Linked DNA regions of Pan troglodytes: region 2 is linked to region 1. Evidence: chromatin contacts called from public HiChIP or PLAC-seq data. All regions are on one chromosome and are shown on one strand. Each heading gives the region's core, a stretch centred on a gene start, on an enhancer-like site or on the middle of the called end of the contact. The rest is flanking DNA. Distances are from core to core; before and after follow the strand shown.

Region 1 (3,605 bases), core at 941-3,440:
AGGGAGGGGGAGGACCTGAGAGCTAGAGCTCCTGCATGGGATGTTATCACCTGTCTGAGTGGGCTGAAAGTGGCCATGCACAGCATAGGGCTGTGGCTGTGGCTGAGATAGGTACTGCACTGCAGGGAACGCCGAAGGAGCTAAGAAAGGAAAAGACAGAGCCATTAAAATCTTTCACTGAATGGCATTCCTCCTTTGACCTTGAGGAAGGCCAAGCCCCATCCCTCCTATTACTCACCTCTGAGCTGCTGACTAGGACTATAAGCTGGCTGTGTGGGCCCATAGTGAGGTGGGGGCTGAGCAGTCCCATAGGCACCACCAGGACTGCCTTGGAATTGTCCATGCTCTGGTGTCCCTGCAAAAGCAGCTGCTGAGCCCACGTAGTGCCGGGTCTAAGGAAGGAGAATGAGAACTCGCCTACAAACTCCTTGAAAGCTGAAACCCAGTGACTTGTGTGTATCTGTATGCCCCGTTTCCCCCTAAACTTAAGTGCTTGATATGTTTGTGACTTGAATACTGGTGGCAAGGATGCATGGATGGAAGTACTAGGGGCTAGGCATCCAATCCTACTCTCACCGTAAGCACTTGGGGTCCAAACATTTGTTTGGCTCTGTCAGCTGCCATGAGGGTGCCTGGGCGATTGTGTCCTCCAGGGCTCCCTAGAAAGGGAGAAGGGCTTCATGATGCTGAAATGGGAGGCTGTGACCTCCAAGAAGGCCGGTTCCATCAGGTGGTTTCTTTAGTCCTCACCCTGCATGCTGAGGAGATGAGTTCCTGTGTGAACAGTCAGGCTCTGCTGGTATGCAGCTGATGTCAGGGTGGTCAGGTCACTGGAGTGAAAGGAAGACAGGTCAAAGTCAAGGACAGATGCCTTCTCTTTTGCCATTAAACACTGGTTCTTTTACTACCTGATCCCAGTTCCACTTGGCCCCCATTTCAGTTTTTAGCACTCTGATCCCACCTCTGTTCCTTTCGCCTCCGTTTTTCTTCCTCATGTAAAACTTTCTTGAGCTGCAGGAAAAGCTGGTGCTTCTCTTCCTGTAGGGCCAAAAGCTTCTCCTCCAACTTCAGAATCTGGGATGGGGTGGGAAAAGAAGACGAAGGCAGGGAGAGTCAAACGAAGAAATCAAAGCTGGGAAAGTTCAAGGGACTGCTTACTTGTTCCTTGGTCTCCTCTAGTGACATTCTCTCTTCCATCTCCTTTTTCTTTCTTCTCTCCTGTTCTTCCTTCATCTTCTGTTCCATCATCTTATCCACCTCTTCTTCCTCTGGAGAATCAGGCAGAATGAAGAAGAGGCAGGGTAGTGAAAACAATTCCAACGTTACAGATTGAAGACCAGCAAAACCCAGTCATCCCAACACGCCTGTGTGCTCTTTGCCTCGAGGGGACAAGCTCCCCATCGCGGCAATAGGGAACGGAAAGGCTTTATCAGGTGCTCTCCAAGGTCCTTCCCATCTCAAGGGTTCTGGAGCATGGAACAGGACGCTTAAATCCCACCACAACGGGGCTATAATTCCTTCCCTCCTCTGCGCTCGGCAGCGGGCGCGCTGGTTGGCCGGTGGGTTGAGGCCAGCCTTGAGGTACAGGAGCCATTCTGGGCCGTGCGTCCCCCTGCTATGGCCCCGGCTCACCCTGCCGCTTGCGCTCCCGCTCCATCATAATGTGCCGGTGCAGCGCCCTGGCCATGGCGTTGGAAAGCTTGGGGCGCTCCAGGAGTGCGGGCATGGTGCTGCCGTGGGCGCTCGGGCCGTGGGCGCCCGGCTGTCTCTGACTGCCAGACCTCAGACGGGGCCTGCGGGGAGGCGGGCGCTCAGAGGGGGCCGCGCCCGGCCCAGGCGGAAGCCCGTCCGCCCGGCCCGCTCGCCGCCCCGGTCACGTGTCCCAGGAGCCCGCCACCCGGCCGGGACCGCAGCCCCTGCCCCACCGCACGCGGGCGGCGCCGGGGTCCCCGGCTCGCTGCTGCCGCTCCCGCTCCCTGCCCAGCCAGCCCGGACGCCGGCCCTTCCTACCCGCCTTCTCTGCGCTTTCTCAGCGGCTCCGACGCGCCCTGGCCCCTGCGTCACATCCGGCGGCCCGGCCGAGTCCTTCCGGAGTCACGGCGGCGGCCGACCTCACAGGTGAAAGAAGGCGGAAGCGCGCTGCGACGGGTGCCCGCGGCGTACAAACCCCGTCGCCGGGAACGTGAGCGACGACCGCTGCAGACTGGCCTTGGCATCCTCAGCTCTCTTTAATTTCGCGGGCCCACCTGGTGGCACCCCAGGGGACGCGGGCTCCGGAGAGGGGCGCGCGAGAGAGAGGCCGAGGCGGAGGCTCTGAGACGGTGTTTATTGGCTCCTTAGAAATCAGAGTCAGTAACAACTGTACAGAGGCCCCCATCTTCCGTGCGCCCACCCTTCCCCACTCCCGCCCGGTGGCCCCGGAAAAAGCAGCTTCATGTGGGCACAGGGAGAGACTCCTCTGGGATTCACAGTAACCAGAAACAAAAACGGAAATAAATTAAGTGATGTGGGGTAGGGGAGTAAAAGGGAGTCATGTTCCCCAAATCAGTGCATGAAGAGGGGTACCAGGGCCTGGAGCTGGGCTCCCACGGCTCCTCCCATCAGACGGAGTGCTGGGCCTCCGGACATGGAGCTGTGCCACTTGCCACCTACATCTGAGAGCCTGCCTACATGCTCCTGCGCGGCTGCCAAGCTCCAGCACCTGCGCATGCCACGAGTCACGGGAATGAGGTGGAGGCAGTCGCCACTCAGAGTCCATGGGCCCGCGGCCCGACTGTGCTTGTAGTAGTGGTGTCTCACCCCTCATTCCACCCGTACCAGCAGGGCACAGAGGAGTGTGGCCCCCTTCTCCTTAGTGACCCACTCAAGTTCGGCTGGACTGAAGTGAGGGTCAGGAGGTTCTCCAAGGGCAGCGGAAGGGGGTCCCGGGGTGTAGGAGCCAGGGCGCACACACACCTGGAACGCCACCTGAGCCTGGTGCGTCCGCTGGGATTTGGGGTCCCGGAATCTGTCAGACAAGACAAAATAAGGGAGTGAAGCCTCTCGCCCCATCACCTCCCCCTTGCAAAGTCTGTTCCAACCACACAAGCCTTGCTGTACCTAGGAAATACTCCCACCTTATGGGAACTTCGCTCTAGCTGTTCTACCTGAAATGCTCTTCCTCCCAAAGCCTGCTCAGCTACACCCTTCACTTCCTTCTTCAAGCCTTTGCTCGAATCTCTCCCACCTTCTTAGGATGTCCACACCAACCGCACTGCTGTCTCCGCCCCATTCTTTCTCTGTTTCCATAGTCCTTACGTATTACCTTTAAAAATACTAAATACTGGCGGGGCGCGGTGGCTCACGCCTGTCCCAGCCCTTTGGGAGGCCGAGGTGGGCGGATCACGAGGTCAGGAGATCGAGACCATCCTGGCCAACATGGCGAAACCCCGTCTCTACTAAAAATACAAAAATTAGCCGGGCTTGGTGGTGCGTGCCTGTAGTCCCAGCTACTCAGGAGGCTGAGGCAGGAGAATCGCTTGAACCCAGGAGGTGGAGGTTGCAGTGAGATCACGCCACTGCACTCCAGCCTGGGTGACAGAGCAGGACTCCGTCTCAAAAAAAAA
Region 2 (3,878 bases), core at 1,313-3,812, 240 kb after region 1:
GCCATTCCAGGAAAGGAAACTTAAAGGTTAATGCTTCTCATACCTAACAAATCCTGGAGGGCAGCCAGCACCAACACTCAGGGTGCTGGGAAAAGGTGCACGAGAGATTTGAGGCATTTCGGGGGCAGGAGAGGGCTGGGAAGGAAGGCTGGCTGGGACCCTCGCATCTTAACCTAACCTTGACCCTCTTTCCATGAGCAGAGTTCCGATGCCCTGGAAGCCTGGGAGAATGGGGAGAGATCCCGGAAAAGGAGAGCAGTGCTCACCCAAAAACAGAAGAGTGAGGCTTCCAGGGTGCAGCAGGGGTGGGAGGTGATCAAGCAGCGTGGGGATTGTAAGCCCGAGTCAGGGTGAGGGTGGAGGCTGCCAACAGCACAACGGGGGAAAGTGGACGCGGCTGAGATTCCCTCCTTCTCTCCTCAGAGCAGCACTCTGTCCTGCACCTGGTTCCCATTAACGCCACCTCCAAGGGTGAGCACTATTTTAAATAATGGCTTTGGGGAGGGGCAATAACCAGGAACTCGGGCTGGCACTTGGGCTCAAGGGGTCCTTATAGGCGAAAGGGAAAGAACCAAAAAGCACCTGAGAGTGCCAAGAAGTCCTGACCGACACACTGTCACCTCCAGATGACTCCGATGTGACAGAGGTGATGTGGCAACCAGCTCTTAGGCGTGGGAGAGGCCTACAGGCCCAAGGATATGGTGTCCGAATCCAGGATGCTGGAGTTTATCTGCTGTATAGCCAGGTAACCCCAGCCACACTCTGAGCTTCACAGAGGGCCTCTTTGGCCCCCTACTGAGGGTTCCTGACCCCTCTATTCATACCAAACCTAGCAGACCCTTCTTTCTTCCCTCGTTAGCACTCCTGAGGCCTCCCAGAACTGAGCCAGGCCATCCTGTTTTCTTCAACATCTCCCTTCCCTGCCAGGTCCTGTTTCAAGACGTGACTTTCACCATGGGTCAGGTGGTGTCTCGAGAAGGCCAAGGAAGGCAGGAGACTCTATTCCGATGTATAAGAAGTATGCCCTCCCACCCGGACCGGGCCTACAACAGCTGCTATAGCGCAGGTGAGAGCCCTGTGGGCAGCCGAAAGCAGGACGTCTCTGCCCGGGGGTAGCAGTGCAGGGAGCTACCGCTAGGAGGGAGGTTGGAAACCTAAACAGAGGCGGGTCTGAGGAGTGAAGTGCAGAATGCCGGGTCCTTACAGGAGGCAGAGGAACGGTGGAGCTGGAGAAGGCAGGGGGAAACAGGGCATCTGGATGGCTGTGCTTCACTGCGAATCTACTTTCTCTCTTTTCTCAGGTGTCTTCCATTTACACCAAGGGGATATTCTGAGTGTCATAATTCCCCGGGCAAGGGCGAAACTTAACCTCTCTCCACATGGAACCTTCCTGGGGTTTGTGAAACTGTGATTGTGTTATAAAAAGTGGCTCCCAGCTTGGAAGACCAGGGTGGGTACATACTGGAGACAGCCAAGAGCTGAGTATATAAAGGAGAGGGAATGTGCAGGAACAGAGGCGTCTTCCTGGGTTTGGCTCCCCGTTCCTCACTTTTCCCTTTTCATTCCCACCCCCTAGACTTTGATTTTACGGATATCTTGCTTCTGTTCCCCATGGAGCTCCGAATTCTTGCGTGTGTGTAGATGAGGGGCGGGGGACGGGCGCCAGGCATTGTCCAGACCTGGTCGGGGCCCACTGGAAGCATCCAGAACAGCACCACCATCTAGCGGCCGCTCGAGGGAAGCACCCGCCGGTTGGCCGAAGTCCACGAAGCCGCCCTCTGCTAGGGAAAACCCCTGGTTCTCCATGTCACACCTCTCTCCAGGTGCCCTCTGCCTCTTCACCCCACAAGAAGCCTTATCCTACGTCCTTCTCTCCATCTATCGGACCCCAGTTTCCATCACTATCTCCAGAGATGTAGCTATTATGCGCCCGTCTACAGGGGGTGCCCGACGATGACGGTGCCTTCGCAGTCAAATTACTCTTCGGGTCCCAAGGTTTGGCTTTCACGCGCTCCATTGCCCCGGCGTGGCAGGCCATTCCAAGCCCTTCCGGGCTGGAACTGGTGTCGGAGGAGCCTCGGATGTATCGTACGCCCTGGTGTTGGTGTTGCCTCACTCCTCTGAGCTCTTCTTTCTGATCAAGCCCTGCTTAAAGTTAAATAAAATAGAATGAATGATACCCCGGCTCCATTTCCCCCACTGCCTCGCCTCAGCCCGGTCCTCGTACGGGGATCTCCCGCCCTCCTGGCTCTCCTGTGGCGCGCCCCCCGCCGGATCAAGGTACTGGGGATGCCGCTAGGGTCAGGCCCGCGAGCGCGGAGAAGACAGAGCGCGGCGAAGACAGAGCGCGGCGCAAAAGGGAAAGTGGCGGGGCCGCCACGCGCGGCCGGGCGGCGGATGTGCGCAGGCGCAGCCTCGCGTAGCGCTCTGGGCTGGCCAGTCCCGTGGCGCCGGCGTCCTCGGGTAGACGGGACTGCGCGCTTGGTGGCCGCGCCGGCGCTCTTCGCCGGGTGTGACGTACTAATCGTGCGCCACCGCTGCCGGTGGGCCCGGGGCTCGCGGGAGGGGAAGGAGGAGGGGGGGAGGAGTGGCGGCGGCGGCGGCGGCGCTGGTGGTGGCGGTGGCGGAGGTGGAGGTGGAGGTGGAAGCTGAAGCTGAAGCAGAGCCAGAGGCGGCGCGGCGGGGTGCTCGGCGGCGCGGCACGCGGCCCAGAAGCGTTGGAATCCTGAATTGAGACGGCTGCGCCTAAAGACAGCAGGAGTGGCGGGGCCGCCGCCGTCGCCGGAGAGATGAGCCGGGAAGCTTGAGGCCGGAGACGCCCGCCTTCGGGCCCGTCCGCCCGGCTTCCCCGCTCCCGGTGAGGACGCCCCCTCCCCTCCCCCCAGCCCTGCCTTGGCCTCTCCCATTCCTGGGCCTCGCTCCCACCGAACCGGGGCCCAGAGGCCCGCATAGGGGCTTCTTAAGGCCCGTGTGCGCCGAGCCATCCAAGCTCGTGGGACCGGACTGGTGCCGGGTTGCATTCTGGTCCCCGAGGATGAAGTAGGAGGGGGCTGGGCCGGCCTGGCTTGTGCGCTCCGTTCTGTCCCAGCGTCTTGATTCGGTTCTCTTTAAGTTTCCTTCAAAGTTCTTCCCCGTTTATCAGCCTCTGCCCCCTGAACCATATCCCTGGCATCTGCACTTGAGATGACCGCAGCCTTCCCATGCCCCCCGTTCATCCAGGGTGTTAGAGAACTGTCTCCCATTCCAGTCCAGTTTCCACGTGCAAGTTGCATTCTCCTCAAGTACCACGGTTATCATGTCCCTGAGGAAAGAAATTGCCCTTGTTGGGCCCTCAAAGGACAGCCCTGGTGGTATTAAAATAAAGACGTAGAACCTGGCAGTGCTATTGGGTTTGGCCTGGTGATCCTAGAAATAAGATCTCTGAGGCCTGCTGCTTAGCCATTTTCCCTTGTCTCTGGACTGGGGAGAGATGATGGCACAGACCCTAAAGGGCCCCTTGTGGACCGCGTTAACTGGGAAGATCTTAAGTTAGGAGTTTTGCGTTTTTTCCTCTTTTCTTTATTTGCATCTGAATCCAGAGGAGGCATGGCCAGGAAGAGAGGCAGGATCTGCGGTGGGGTGATGCTTAGATTTTGATACCCTGATCTTTTGTTTTTCAGGGTACTGGAAGATGAAAGAGACTATACAAGGGACCGGGTCCTGGGGGCCTGAGCCTCCTGGACCCGGCATACCCCCAGCTTACTCAAGTCCCAGGCGGGAGCGTCTTCGTTGGCCCCCACCTCCCAAACCCCGACTCAAGTCAGGTGGAGGGTTTGGGCCAGATCCTGGGTCAGGGACCACAGTGCCAGCCAGACGCCTCCCTGTCCCCCGACCCTCTT

Evidence for each region. HiChIP or PLAC-seq counts read pairs in DNA pulled down with a chosen protein or histone mark.
Region 2: an H3K4me3 HiChIP or PLAC-seq map of stem cell-derived excitatory neurons shows a contact between it and region 1, with 7 times the contacts expected there. The contact joins the promoter of SENP3 here to the promoter of GPS2 in region 1. A contact is called at or near these places in 1 of 7 Hi-C or Micro-C datasets (stem cell-derived neural progenitor cells) and 1 of 1 datasets of contacts at active chromatin or transcription factors (stem cell-derived excitatory neurons).

The regions. Positions count from the first base shown.
Region 1 is chr19:17,827,367-17,830,971 of NHGRI_mPanTro3-v2.0_pri, forward strand. It overlaps GPS2 (G protein pathway suppressor 2), which reads right to left and starts at 2,191. Exons shown (of 11, transcript XM_511971.9): 1 at 2,011-2,191; 2 at 1,633-1,793; 3 at 1,159-1,268; 4 at 962-1,074; 5 at 751-830; 6 at 577-659; 7 at 239-392; 8 at 51-140. The coding sequence starts at 1,726. It overlaps NEURL4 (neuralized E3 ubiquitin protein ligase 4), which reads right to left. Exons shown (of 29, transcript XM_016931420.3): 29 at 2,313-3,007. The coding sequence ends at 2,803.
Region 2 is chr19:18,071,912-18,075,789 of NHGRI_mPanTro3-v2.0_pri, forward strand. It overlaps SENP3 (SUMO specific peptidase 3), which reads left to right and starts at 2,563. Exons shown (of 11, transcript NM_001205128.4): 1 at 2,563-2,857; 2 at 3,660-3,878. The coding sequence starts at 3,671. It overlaps TNFSF13 (TNF superfamily member 13), which reads left to right. Exons shown (of 6, transcript NM_001205130.2): 2 at 202-280; 3 at 424-471; 4 at 627-745; 5 at 928-1,066; 6 at 1,302-2,186. The coding sequence ends at 1,411.